3 separate regions of the Hordeum vulgare genome follow, and regions 1 and 2 are each linked to region 3. A link is a contact called in public Hi-C data. All regions are on one chromosome and are shown on one strand. Each heading gives the region's core, a stretch centred on a gene start, on an enhancer-like site or on the middle of the called end of the contact. The rest is flanking DNA. Distances are from core to core; before and after follow the strand shown. Region 1 holds the start of LOC123444211 (protein PLASTID TRANSCRIPTIONALLY ACTIVE 16, chloroplastic). Region 2 holds the start of LOC123441843 (mitogen-activated protein kinase kinase kinase 17-like). Region 3 holds the start of LOC123444208 (zinc finger BED domain-containing protein RICESLEEPER 2-like).

Region 1 (3,580 bases), core at 648-3,147, 360 kb before region 3:
CAGTGATGTCTTTTCCCTTGATAACAGATGCAAATTATCTAGATATAAATTGTTACTTATTATTATTAGATACAGATTGATTGATGAGACTCTAGCAATAACAACAACAATCAGTAACAAGCTACATCTCTATTCTCTATCTAAATGTGCATTATCTAGTAGCATCATACGTCATACAAGAAGCACCATACATCTATCAAAATGTGCAACAATCACTGTCCCTCCCTCCCCCTCTCTCTATCATCTCTCTGCTTTCTCTCTCTTCCTCACCTATCTCTCTTGGTTTTCTCCATAAGAGCAAATCAGCATCGAACCCCTATCTCTCCTCTGTTCTCTCTCTATATATCAGCAGCGCCAACAACAGATCCAGCAAGTCCTCTATCTAAATATGTGTCAATTAGCGTCTCTCTCTGCTCTCTATCTCTCATCGTTGTGCTCTCTCTCTCTCTTCCTCACCTATCTCTATCTCTCAAGCAGCAGCGCCCAACATGCCACCTCTCTCTCCCTAAAGCAGAAGTACATCCCTTCAAGTGCCTCCCCGCCTTCAACCACGACATCGCTGCCACCACCCCTCTATCCAATCGTCGGCGGCGCCAACACAACCTCCCCTAGATTCTCTAATTGCTTGGATGTGAAAGAAAATTGAAGGAGGAACGAACCTGCACTGGTCGCTGGGTCGAGGACAACACCTCCTCTGTGTCGCCCGCCAAACCACCGCCTGGCCGTGGCACCACCGGCAATGGCCCGACGCCATGCTGCTCCGCCCGAGCCCCGGCGAGGCGGCCCTCCATCCCCGGAAGTGAGCATGCCGGCCACCATATCATCCTCCGCCCCGACGCATCGGCCAAAGCAAGCACGCCGACCGCCTTATCGTCCTCCACCGTGATGCCTCACGCCCATTCCCGGCTCCTTCGGCGCAAACGCCAAGGCCTGCCACGACGCCTCGCCCCATCCCGGGCTCGGACGGTGCGTACACGCGCCGCGAGCTCGCCCTCGTTCCGGCCAAGGCCACCTTTGGCGACTTCATGTCCTCCGTGCTCTCCCCGGCCGACCTCACCGCGCCCCCGCTCGCAGCCGAGCCGCTCGACATAGGCATCACCACCGTCGAATCTGCGCGGGGGATTTGCGCGGAGGACACGAATGGGAGGCATCGAAGGGAGGAGGAGAAGTGGGCGGTACAGCCGCTGCGCAGACGATATGCTCCGGTGTGGCAGAGTTTGGTGACGGGATGTGGGTGGGAGTTGTGGGGCGGGATGTGGGTGGGGGTCGTGGGGGCGCCGGGCGGGTTGATCTGCTAGTTTCCTGGGTTTTTTTGCGTTGATTTTTCAATAGAGCGGGAAGGGAGGAGAGGTGGAAGGGAGGTCTGACGTGGGACGAGGCCGATTCTTTTACGAAGGATTCGTTCGAGGCGTGCGTGCGTGGGTGTGTTTGATGTCAACCATTTTGTTTTGACCACGAGGTGGGGAGGTAGAGGGTGTTTTTTTTCATGTGAACCGGATTGGTTTTTGGAGGGATGGGGAAAAAATCGGTGGGAAAAAATCGGTGGAACGCAAGTGCTAGCGAGGGGATCTGTGGGTCGAACCATCACGACGGCAGATCCCTTTAATAGTAGAGATTAGTGTTTGATTCTGTACTGTGTTAAAAAACAATTTTAGTAAATTTGTAACCAATTTTGTTCGATGGGACCTAATAATTTCACTGATCTATTATAAGCCATTTTTTAATCAAAGATTCTAGTATTATGAACCTGGTTTGAGTAAAAAACATGCGATCTTCGCTGTGGGTCCGAGGATATGGACGTGGCGCGTGCTGACGGCCAGCGATTCCCCGCGAAGGAGATAAAGGGTGGCCTACATGGCCTCCCGCGATAGGCTCCTTCTCCACCTCCCCCAATCCAGACATGCCATCCCCAGCGCGCGCTACCCATCGCCACCTCTTCCTCATCTCACGGCGCCCATGCCCACCACCTGTTCGACCTCGTGACGCCAGCCTGACAGCCCGCCATGCCGCCCGCGCTCACCTCCAACCCCCCTTCCTTCCGCCCCTTATCCTCACCACTCCGGCGCCGCGCCCCATCCTTTCTCTGCCGCGTCGGCGGCGGCAAGCCTGGGGCCGATGAGGAGGCCAAGAAGAATCCCTTCTTTGTCGACTTCAGCGGCAAGTTTACGGACGCCAAGTCACTGATACCGGCCTTCCCCTCGCCGGGAACAGGCTCGCTGTTTGCTGGTGGGAGGGGAAAGAAGGACCAACAGACGGTGTTCGTCGCGGGCGCCACGGGGCAGACGGGTGTCCGCATTGCACAGACGCTGCTGCGGCAAGGTTTCGCCGTGCGCGCCGGGGTTCCAGACCTCGAGTCGGCGCAGGAGTTGGCCCGGCTTGCCGCCGCGTACAGACTCATTTCACCCGCGGAGGCACGCCGGCTCAACGCGGTGAAGTCGGATTTCGATGACACTGAGGCGATTGCCAAGTCCATCGGCCCAGCGGCCAAGGTGGTGATCACAGTCGGCCCGGTCGAGAAGGGATTAGAGGGCGGACCGGTCACTACCGAAGATGCGCTCCGGGTAGTGCAGGCTGCGGATCTCGCCGGCGTGGCACATGTCGTGGTGGTTTACGACGAGGGCGCCGGTGGCGTCAATGGAGCTTCCACGAACAGTGTGCTTAATGGGTTCACGTCTTTTTTCTCGAACCTGTTCTCCCGCGCGCAGACTCTGCCGCTAAGTGAATTTTTGGCCAAGGTGGTGGAGACCGATGTCAACTACACGCTAGTCAAGGCGTCACTCACTGAGGACTACGACCCTGAGAGCTCATATGGGCTGGTCCTGGCCAAAGAGGGTTCGTCCAGCACGGCGACTTCCTCCACCGACACTGGCAAGGTAGTTTAAAGCTGTGATAGTGCAATGCAGCCCACATGAAGGTTTGTGTTGTTGACTGTAATTATATGCATTGATTTGTGTGTTGTGGTAGGTGTCCAAGTTGCAGATTGCTTCCCTTGTGGCTGATGTTTTCTCCAACATTGAGATCGCAGAGAACAAGGTACTGATACTGAAACTTCACACACAAAGACATTCCTTATTTGTTTTTTGATAGGCAATTCAATCCAGGGTTCTGTCATAGTTTCATGAGGAACTCTATCTATTAGTACCATCGCATGGGATTTTCATGCTTAACTAGAATCCGTTTCCTTACATCGACTGTTTGGTTATCAAATTTCATGAAAGGTGTTATTGATAGAAACATGGAAAATATGCAGAAAAGATCATGCAGTATACATTACCTTGCAGCACAATTTTGCACCGCATCCCAGTTTTGCACTATTGTTCTAATTTCACAATCATTTGTACTGACTGCATACTTTGGGCAGTAAAAATGGTGCACTGCTTTCGAGTTTATGTCTGATGAGGCACAATGCATCATTCTGAGGCAGAACAAGTAGTGAAGCGAAGGCAATTCAAAAATACTGTAAAATAATTATCCCGCCACCAATTGCAGTAGAACAAACATAGGTGGCGCTATTCTAAGCGAGAGCGCAAAATTCTTATTCTGCGTTTCAGATAGAACAACGGCTTCTGAGACCAATGAA
Region 2 (3,545 bases), core at 502-3,001, 410 kb before region 3:
TGGCGTGGTTAACTTATCTACTGTAGTCGTGGAAGATTTTTGTTGCGGGTTCGAGCGTAAACAAGTCCCGCACCGTTTTGTCCACGCACGGGTAGAAATAAAATTTCTCAGCACGTACCCCAGAACTATCAGAACGGGCCCAGAGCAGAGCGGGAACGGAAGGGAGAGACTGTCGAAACGGCGCGGGGGGTTTTGTGGGAAACGAAACTTTTCTATTGCAACGATTCGATTACGATTATTACTATTACAGGGTGTACGCGATGATGAAAGTACATCTCCATCTGAAACCGAACACGCTTCGATCTGACGGCGGTCGGCTGAAGGATCAGCGGCCAGGATGATGCCGTCACCGAAAGGCTCGTCCTCTGCATCAGGTTCATCACTTGAAAGGGTGCCGACGACAGCTACGCCGTCAGCTGGCACCGCCGGGGACGGGGACCCGAGCACTTTGCTTGGCGCCCTGCTGGACACGTCAGCCGCCTCCTTGCTTGCTGCTGGCGAATCGCGGAGCACGTCGGTCCAGCCCTCGTCGGAGTCCCAGTCCGGCAGCGCCGAGGCGGAGCACGACAATGACTTGATCCTCTCCGACGGGCTCTCTGACAACACCTCCTCTTCCTCGTCTTCGTCTTCGGTCTCCGACTCCCAGAATGCGGCGTCCAGCGTGCTCTTGGGTGACACCCACCTGGCCTTGGCCTCTCCGGCCTGCTGCAATGCCACGAACGGGTGCTCCAGGAGCTGCGCCGCCGTGCACCGGTCGCGGGCGCTCCTCGCGAAGCACGCGGCGAGGAAGCTCTTGGCGTCCGCCGACAGCCACGCGGGCACCTCCGGCACTGCGTCCGTGTACCCAATCCTGTGGACGGCGGCAAGGACGTTGTCCATCTCGCTCCAGGGCGCGCGCCCGGTGGCCATCTCGACGACCGTGCAGCCGAGGGCCCACACGTCGGCGGCCGGGCCCTGCTCCTCCCCTCGCGCCACCTCGGGGGCCATGAACGCCGGCGTGCCTCCGATCGGCCGCGGCGAACCGACGGCCCTCGCGCACCCGAAGTCGGCCATCTTGGCGCGCCCGTCGGCGCCGATCACCACGTTCCTCGGCTTGACGTCGCCGTGCACGACCGACTCCCCGTGGATGTACGCCAGCCCGCGCAGGACGTCGGCCGCGTACGCCCGGACGGCGCGCTCCTCCAGGCGGCCCCCATTCCTCGCGACCTCGTCGGCGAGCGACCCGCCGGGGGCGAACTCGAGGAAGAGGTGGTACGAGCCGTCGCGGGCGCCGCCGCCGCCGATGCAGGCCACGACGTGCGGCGAGCAGAGCCCGGACAGTATCCCCTGCTCCCGGCTCAGCTGCGCCGCGTCGGCCCCGCGCGCGGACTTGACCGCGAACAGCTCCCCCGACGCGCCGTCGGCCGCCAGCGAGACCACGGCGCCCGACGCGCCGCAGCCGAGGGTGCGCAGCCGCGTCCAGTGCCCGCTCACGGCGATCGCCATTCTTGCGTGTGTGAGTATGTGTGGTTGCTCTGGAATGCGGTGATCTTCTTCTTGTTGTTGGTCTGGAATGCGTTGGCGTTGGGTGGGCTGTGGTTGCGCGCGTTTATATATCCGTGGAAGCGGGTTAGGAGGGGAAGGGGAAGGAGAAGACGACTTGGAGATAATTGGGTGGGGATTAGATTAGGGGGCCGATCGGGGAAGGTGTTTGGTGTCTCGTGTGTCAATGCTCAACTTGGCCAGGCAGAACAGAAAGCGTGGGATGTGCGTCCGACCCACGCGCGGCAATTGGACGCTGTTTTTTTTTTCTTCCATTCTTCTCTCCTTCTTTCTTTTCTCGTGCGCGCGCGCGTGCGTGGGTGGGAACGCGCGGCGTCAATCAACCGACGGGCGCCAGTCGCACATGCCGCCGTCAAATGCATCGCCTCTGCTCGCTCGCTCGCCAGTCGCCACCAATGGCACTTGGCGCATGCATCCCACTGTCTTTTTTTTTTCCAACCGAGCGGATCGATCTCCTCGTTTTGTTTTGGTGGCGGTGCGGCAATACAATATGCCCCCTCTGCGTTCAGCGTGTTTTCGGGAAGAAAACTGAGAACGAGGAACACGAGATATGCCAGGATTGCAGAACCGCCAGCGTGATCCCACTCTGCATTCTATAACGGGGACGTCATCCTCGTGATTTCCATGTGATTAAATGGGATTCACGAGCGTCGGTATATAGAGGGGAGGGCAAAAATAGGCTTTTATTTTTTCCAGAGAAAAGAGCCAGAATAGTCGCAGGTACTGGTGCATGTGAAGCACGAGTGTGTTACGTGGTACTACTTACATTAGAGTCTGTCAGGTCGGGTCAGCCGCGCGATGCGACGGCCTCCTCTAACCTAATGAATCCGCGGCTGGCGCCGGTTGAGGTCGTTAATTTTCGGGTCAGTGCAGTTGATCAGCTGAGCCCAATTAAACCAGCGGTGCCGTGCCGTGCCGCCGCACCGGTCAAGATTGGACGTGCAACACCCCGTAGGCCGTAGTGGGCTAGTGGCTGCTGCTTCTCGGTCAGAGGCGATCGGATCAACTGCCGAGAAAGCTAAATGCCGCGGCACCGGTGGCTGGTGATTCGGCTCGCATCGGGAGGGAAGGACTTCATTCTCTTCTCTGTGTTTCCGTGTAATAATAATGATCGTGTAGGCGTGTCAGGAGAGAAGCCGAGGTCAACGCGAGCGTGCGTGCGCCCGAAAGGGGCTTTGGGTTTGGGTGCGTGCTTTGACTTTCACACTGTGGCCTGTGAGTCTGCGACACACTGATGGTATGTCATCGGAGTAAGCAGAGGTTTGCTCCACCAAACCCACCCTCGAACCTGGTAGGTATGCATGCTTGGCTTCTAGGAGTACTACCACTATGCACTCAAGCAATATCCCCAAGTGATTGTGCCGACGACTGAGAGGAAACCAAATTTGGGTCAAGATTCAAGATAAGACCGGAGGTACAATGTGACCCATTCCTCCAAGAGTTGGTGCCTCTCACCCAACACTGCCTGTGCCGCCGTGCCAGTAGTGGTTTGCAGCCGTGTACGTATACGTACATTGCGGCAGTGGATTCAACCGCTGTCACCTACTTACTAATGCCAGCAGCCGGTTGAGGCTGTGCAAATTGGCAATGCACTCGGCCACTGTCTGCACCTAGTGGCAATGCCAAGTAGTAGTAGTAGGAGTAAGTACAGTACAGTAGTAGTTTCAGGCTGTGCGAACACACTGTGCTCATATCTTTATCCTCCGTTCCTAGCTGGCCTCCTCGTCCCCTGCGATGCGTGGCTCGGGTTCGATCGTGCAGGAGCAGTCGATTCCCTGTCTGTCTCCCCCGACCGAAAAGGAAACCCCAGCGCGCGCACTGGCATGGTGAGTTCTTGCGGCGGCCGGCCGAAAAGGACCAGGCCGGGCCGCAATCTGAGCTCTGGGGTATGCGTCAGATGCACCGCTCCTTCCATTCCGCGGCGAGCATGGAGAATTGGAGATGCCGGCGCCCTGTCGGTCCCTCTCTCTCTCTTCCTCTTGCTCGATCCATCTGGGACGGGA
Region 3 (3,427 bases), core at 717-3,216:
GGCCAGTTGTTTGGAGAATCAAGAACTAACAGTTTTTGGTCAATCTGCAGCAGCTTTGCGGTATCTAGAAACTTTTGAAGCCTTTCTTGTGAGAACTTGACATTCTGAATCATCTCACGGACTCTATTGATTATGTCAGATGTCTGTTCCAAGCTTTCTTCAACTGTGAGATTCAGAATATGTGCACAGGAGCGTACATGGAATAAATTCCCGTTTAACAGGAGAAGTCTCCTAGGCTGCATAACTCTGAGAAGCTCTGTGGCAACAATGTCACCAGCGGTGCAGTTGTCTAGCACAACAGCAGCTAGCTTCCTCTCAATACCCCACCGTTGCAACTTCTCCAGAATGAGATTGGCAATCTGACTGGCTGTAAAATGTTCCTCGACATGCACAAAGTTAAGAATTTTTTTCCTAAGTTTCCATTCATCGCCGGAATGATCAATGTAGTGGCAGGTCAAGCACAAGTAGTCCATCTGTGTACTCGATCGCCACATATCAACTGAGATGCTAACCCGGCAGGGGGTATTGAGGAGCACATCCTGCAGTTTCAGCTTCTCACTTTCAAAAATTGCCATGCTATCAGCTCTTACTATGTCATATGACACCATGCTGAACTGTGGCTGGAGATTCTTGACGAACTTTTGAAACCCCAGATCATCCACTATCGAGAACCGGTAGCCATGCTGGACAATCATACGGGCAAGGTCTTGCCGGCTGAGTTCTTGATCAAAGTGTGTGCTATCATTATCATTGTCGTCACCAGAGGCATGCCCGCCGCCGGGCTGCCCAGTGGATGTTTTGTTGTGGAGAATACGGCGTACAATCAGCTTCCGACGCTTACCGGCACGGCGCGTAGAGGTGGTGGTGCATATGGCAAGGTGGTTGCGTAGATGTGTGGTGCCTGACCGGCTGGTTGCTGTGAGCTGCTTCTTGCAGTGGTTACAGATGGCGACGCAATTGCCGTCAGCACGGCGCTCCTTAGTGAAGTCCTGCCAGACAGCAGACCGCAGCTTGCGTGCCCGTGGATTGTGCACCGCCGGCATAGACACGACCGTGGTGCTCACCGTGCCATCAACCGACACTTCCATGGCTGCCGGTGCCAGCATGGTACGGCGTATAGGCTTGCCCACTGCAGCAGGTCCAAAGAAGAAGTGTCATGAGAACAGTCCATAGTGGATAGTGTTGCACATTTTTGATCCAATAGGAAGTTGAAGGAAACGGCTCCATGTTTCCCTCTTTTGCAGAAACAAAAACGTCAAAGAAAGCTTTTGGAGACCCTCCTGAAGAAGTGGGAACCAATGGGCGATGACTTCCCATGTACTGCCCGAATAAAAATTCCTCTTCCAACTGCAACATTGCTCGTGCGTTAAGCGCACACTCGCACTACATGACGCCTGTAGCATCACAGAAATCCGGCTAAAATTTCGCGAAGTGTACATATGCAACACACAGTACGTACTACACGAACTCCCTTCACTAAAAATCCCTTTCACCTACCCCGTCCGAAGACCCAATCCCCAAAACCGCGACACAATCAGCCATGGCAAGCAAGCAAGCAAGCGATCTCGGGAATCCAGGGACTAATCGAAGCCCGGAGGGGTCGGGTCCTACTCCCGCCCCCCTTGCTCGAGCTCCAGGAAACGGGCTCCCAGGCCGGGGGCTTCAGCTACAGCTAGCGTGCGTGGCTTGGGTAAGCGGACCCGCTAAGACGGGGGAGGCGGAGAGGCAGAAGGCGGGGGGCGGGAGACTGACCTCGTCGGCGGCGAGCGGCGGTGATGGGTCGCGGGGAGGGGACCCGCAACCCGATCCGGTGGGGGCTTAGCAGATCGGAGCCGGGGCCGACGAGGCGTGGGTTGCGAGCCGCGACCCATTTCGCGAGTGCAGGGTGGTGGTCTTGTCGCCCTGGTGGGTTTCGGGTCCGCGCCTGCCCGATGGACGGCCACGATGCGGCCTCCACAGCCAGCTCGTACTACTTGGGTTAGTGGTAGCCAGGTTGGAGTAGTGGGTGTGGGTGGACCGAGGCGAGCAGTACCTGAACCCGACGTGTTGGGCCCGAACTCGGCAGAGACCACAAACGGAACGGGCTCGGTCGGACTTGCGGATCGCAGTCCGTCACGTCACGGTTTTCCTTGGAGTTCGTGTAGGATTACTGGAGTACTACCCGAACTGATCCATGGGTCGTGGCCTCCTATAAAAGGCATGTAGGTCCGTACGACTTCCCATAGAGGAAAACTTCCGATGACGACGACGACGATGACGACGATGGGGCGCAGCTTGGCGGCGGTACTTGTCGTGCTTGCCTGCCTCGTTTCCCTCGCATCGGCCCAGCAGATCAAGACGACGGACACGCGGTGGAGCTACCGTCTGCCGCTGCCCGACGGCGTCAGCGGCGCCGAGAGCCTCGCGTTCGCCGGCAAGGACCGGGTCTACACGGGCGTCTCCGACGGCCGTGTTCTCAAGTGGGGCGGGAGCGCCGCCGGCTGGAGCACCTTCGCCTACAATGCCAATTACAGGTCGGTGTAATGAACATCTAAACACCGTGTTTATACTAGATCGACCGTGATTATTATAAGTTAACTTAATATACGTGCGGCGTACGTACACGTGCTCTTGTGTGTAGGAAAATCCCATTGTGCTCGGATTCTGGGGTGCCGTCGGAAGAGAAGGAGAGCATATGCGGGCGGCCGCTGGGTGTCGGGTTCTACAGGAAGACCGGCGAGCTCTACATCGCCGACGCCTACTTGGGGCTCATGAAGGTCGGGCCGGACGGCGGCGAAGCCCAGGTGCTAGCCACGGAGGCGAACGGTGTTCCCTTCCACTTCCTCAACGGCCTCGACGTCGATCAGGCCACCGGCGACGTCTACTTCACCGACAGCAGCGCCAACTACCCCCGGAGGTACTGTACCCTACACGCCCGATCTTCACGCCTTAAATCCCTAAAATCTTTTGTAACATGAACCCAGGGGATCAGATGACGAATCAGTGTGCATGCGTGTGCAGGTTTAACGCCGAGATCATCATGAACGCCGACGCGACCGGCCGCCTGCTCAAGTACGACGCGCGGACGAAGCTCGTCACGGTGCTCAAGACGGACCTGCCGTACCCGAACGGCGTCGCGCTCAGCCGCGACACGTCGCAGGTGGTGGTGGCACACACGGTGCCGTGCCAGGCGTTCAGGTACTGGCTCCAGGGGCCCAAGGCCGGGCAGTACGAGCTCTTCGCCGACCTGCCGGGGTACCCGGACAACGTGAGGCGCGACGGGCAGGGCGGCTTCTGGGTGGCGCTGAACCAGGAGAAGGCGCGGCTGAACGCGACGGCGGCTCCGGTGAAGCACTTGGTCGGCGTCCGTCTCGGCGCCGACGGCGTGGAGGTCGAGGAGCTCACGGCCGCCAGGGGCGTGACGCTCAGCGAGGTGGCCCAGGAGAGC

The links. Hi-C and Micro-C count contacts between places; a contact is called where the count stands out from the background.
Region 1: a contact with region 3 is called in a Hi-C map of seedling, with 3 times the contacts expected there. The contact joins the promoter of LOC123444211 here to the promoter of LOC123444208 in region 3. A contact is called at or near these places in 1 of 6 Hi-C or Micro-C datasets (seedling) and 1 of 1 datasets of contacts at active chromatin or transcription factors (embryo).
Region 2: a contact with region 3 is called in a Hi-C map of seedling, with 2.4 times the contacts expected there. The contact joins the promoter of LOC123441843 here to the promoter of LOC123444208 in region 3. A contact is called at or near these places in 1 of 6 Hi-C or Micro-C datasets (seedling) and 1 of 1 datasets of contacts at active chromatin or transcription factors (embryo).

The regions. Positions count from the first base shown.
Region 1 is chr3H:450,437,669-450,441,248 of MorexV3_pseudomolecules_assembly, reverse strand. It overlaps LOC123444211 (protein PLASTID TRANSCRIPTIONALLY ACTIVE 16, chloroplastic), which reads left to right and starts at 1,897. Exons shown (of 4, transcript XM_045120848.1): 1 at 1,897-2,873; 2 at 2,965-3,033. The coding sequence starts at 2,004.
Region 2 is chr3H:450,490,778-450,494,322 of MorexV3_pseudomolecules_assembly, reverse strand. It overlaps LOC123441843 (mitogen-activated protein kinase kinase kinase 17-like), which reads right to left and starts at 1,751. Exons shown (of 2, transcript XM_045118050.1): 1 at 90-1,751. The coding sequence starts at 1,485.
Region 3 is chr3H:450,077,560-450,080,986 of MorexV3_pseudomolecules_assembly, reverse strand. LOC123444208 (zinc finger BED domain-containing protein RICESLEEPER 2-like) reads right to left here and starts at 1,966. Exons shown (of 4, transcript XM_045120847.1): 1 at 1,753-1,966; 2 at 1-1,129. The coding sequence starts at 1,106. It also overlaps the pseudogene LOC123440136.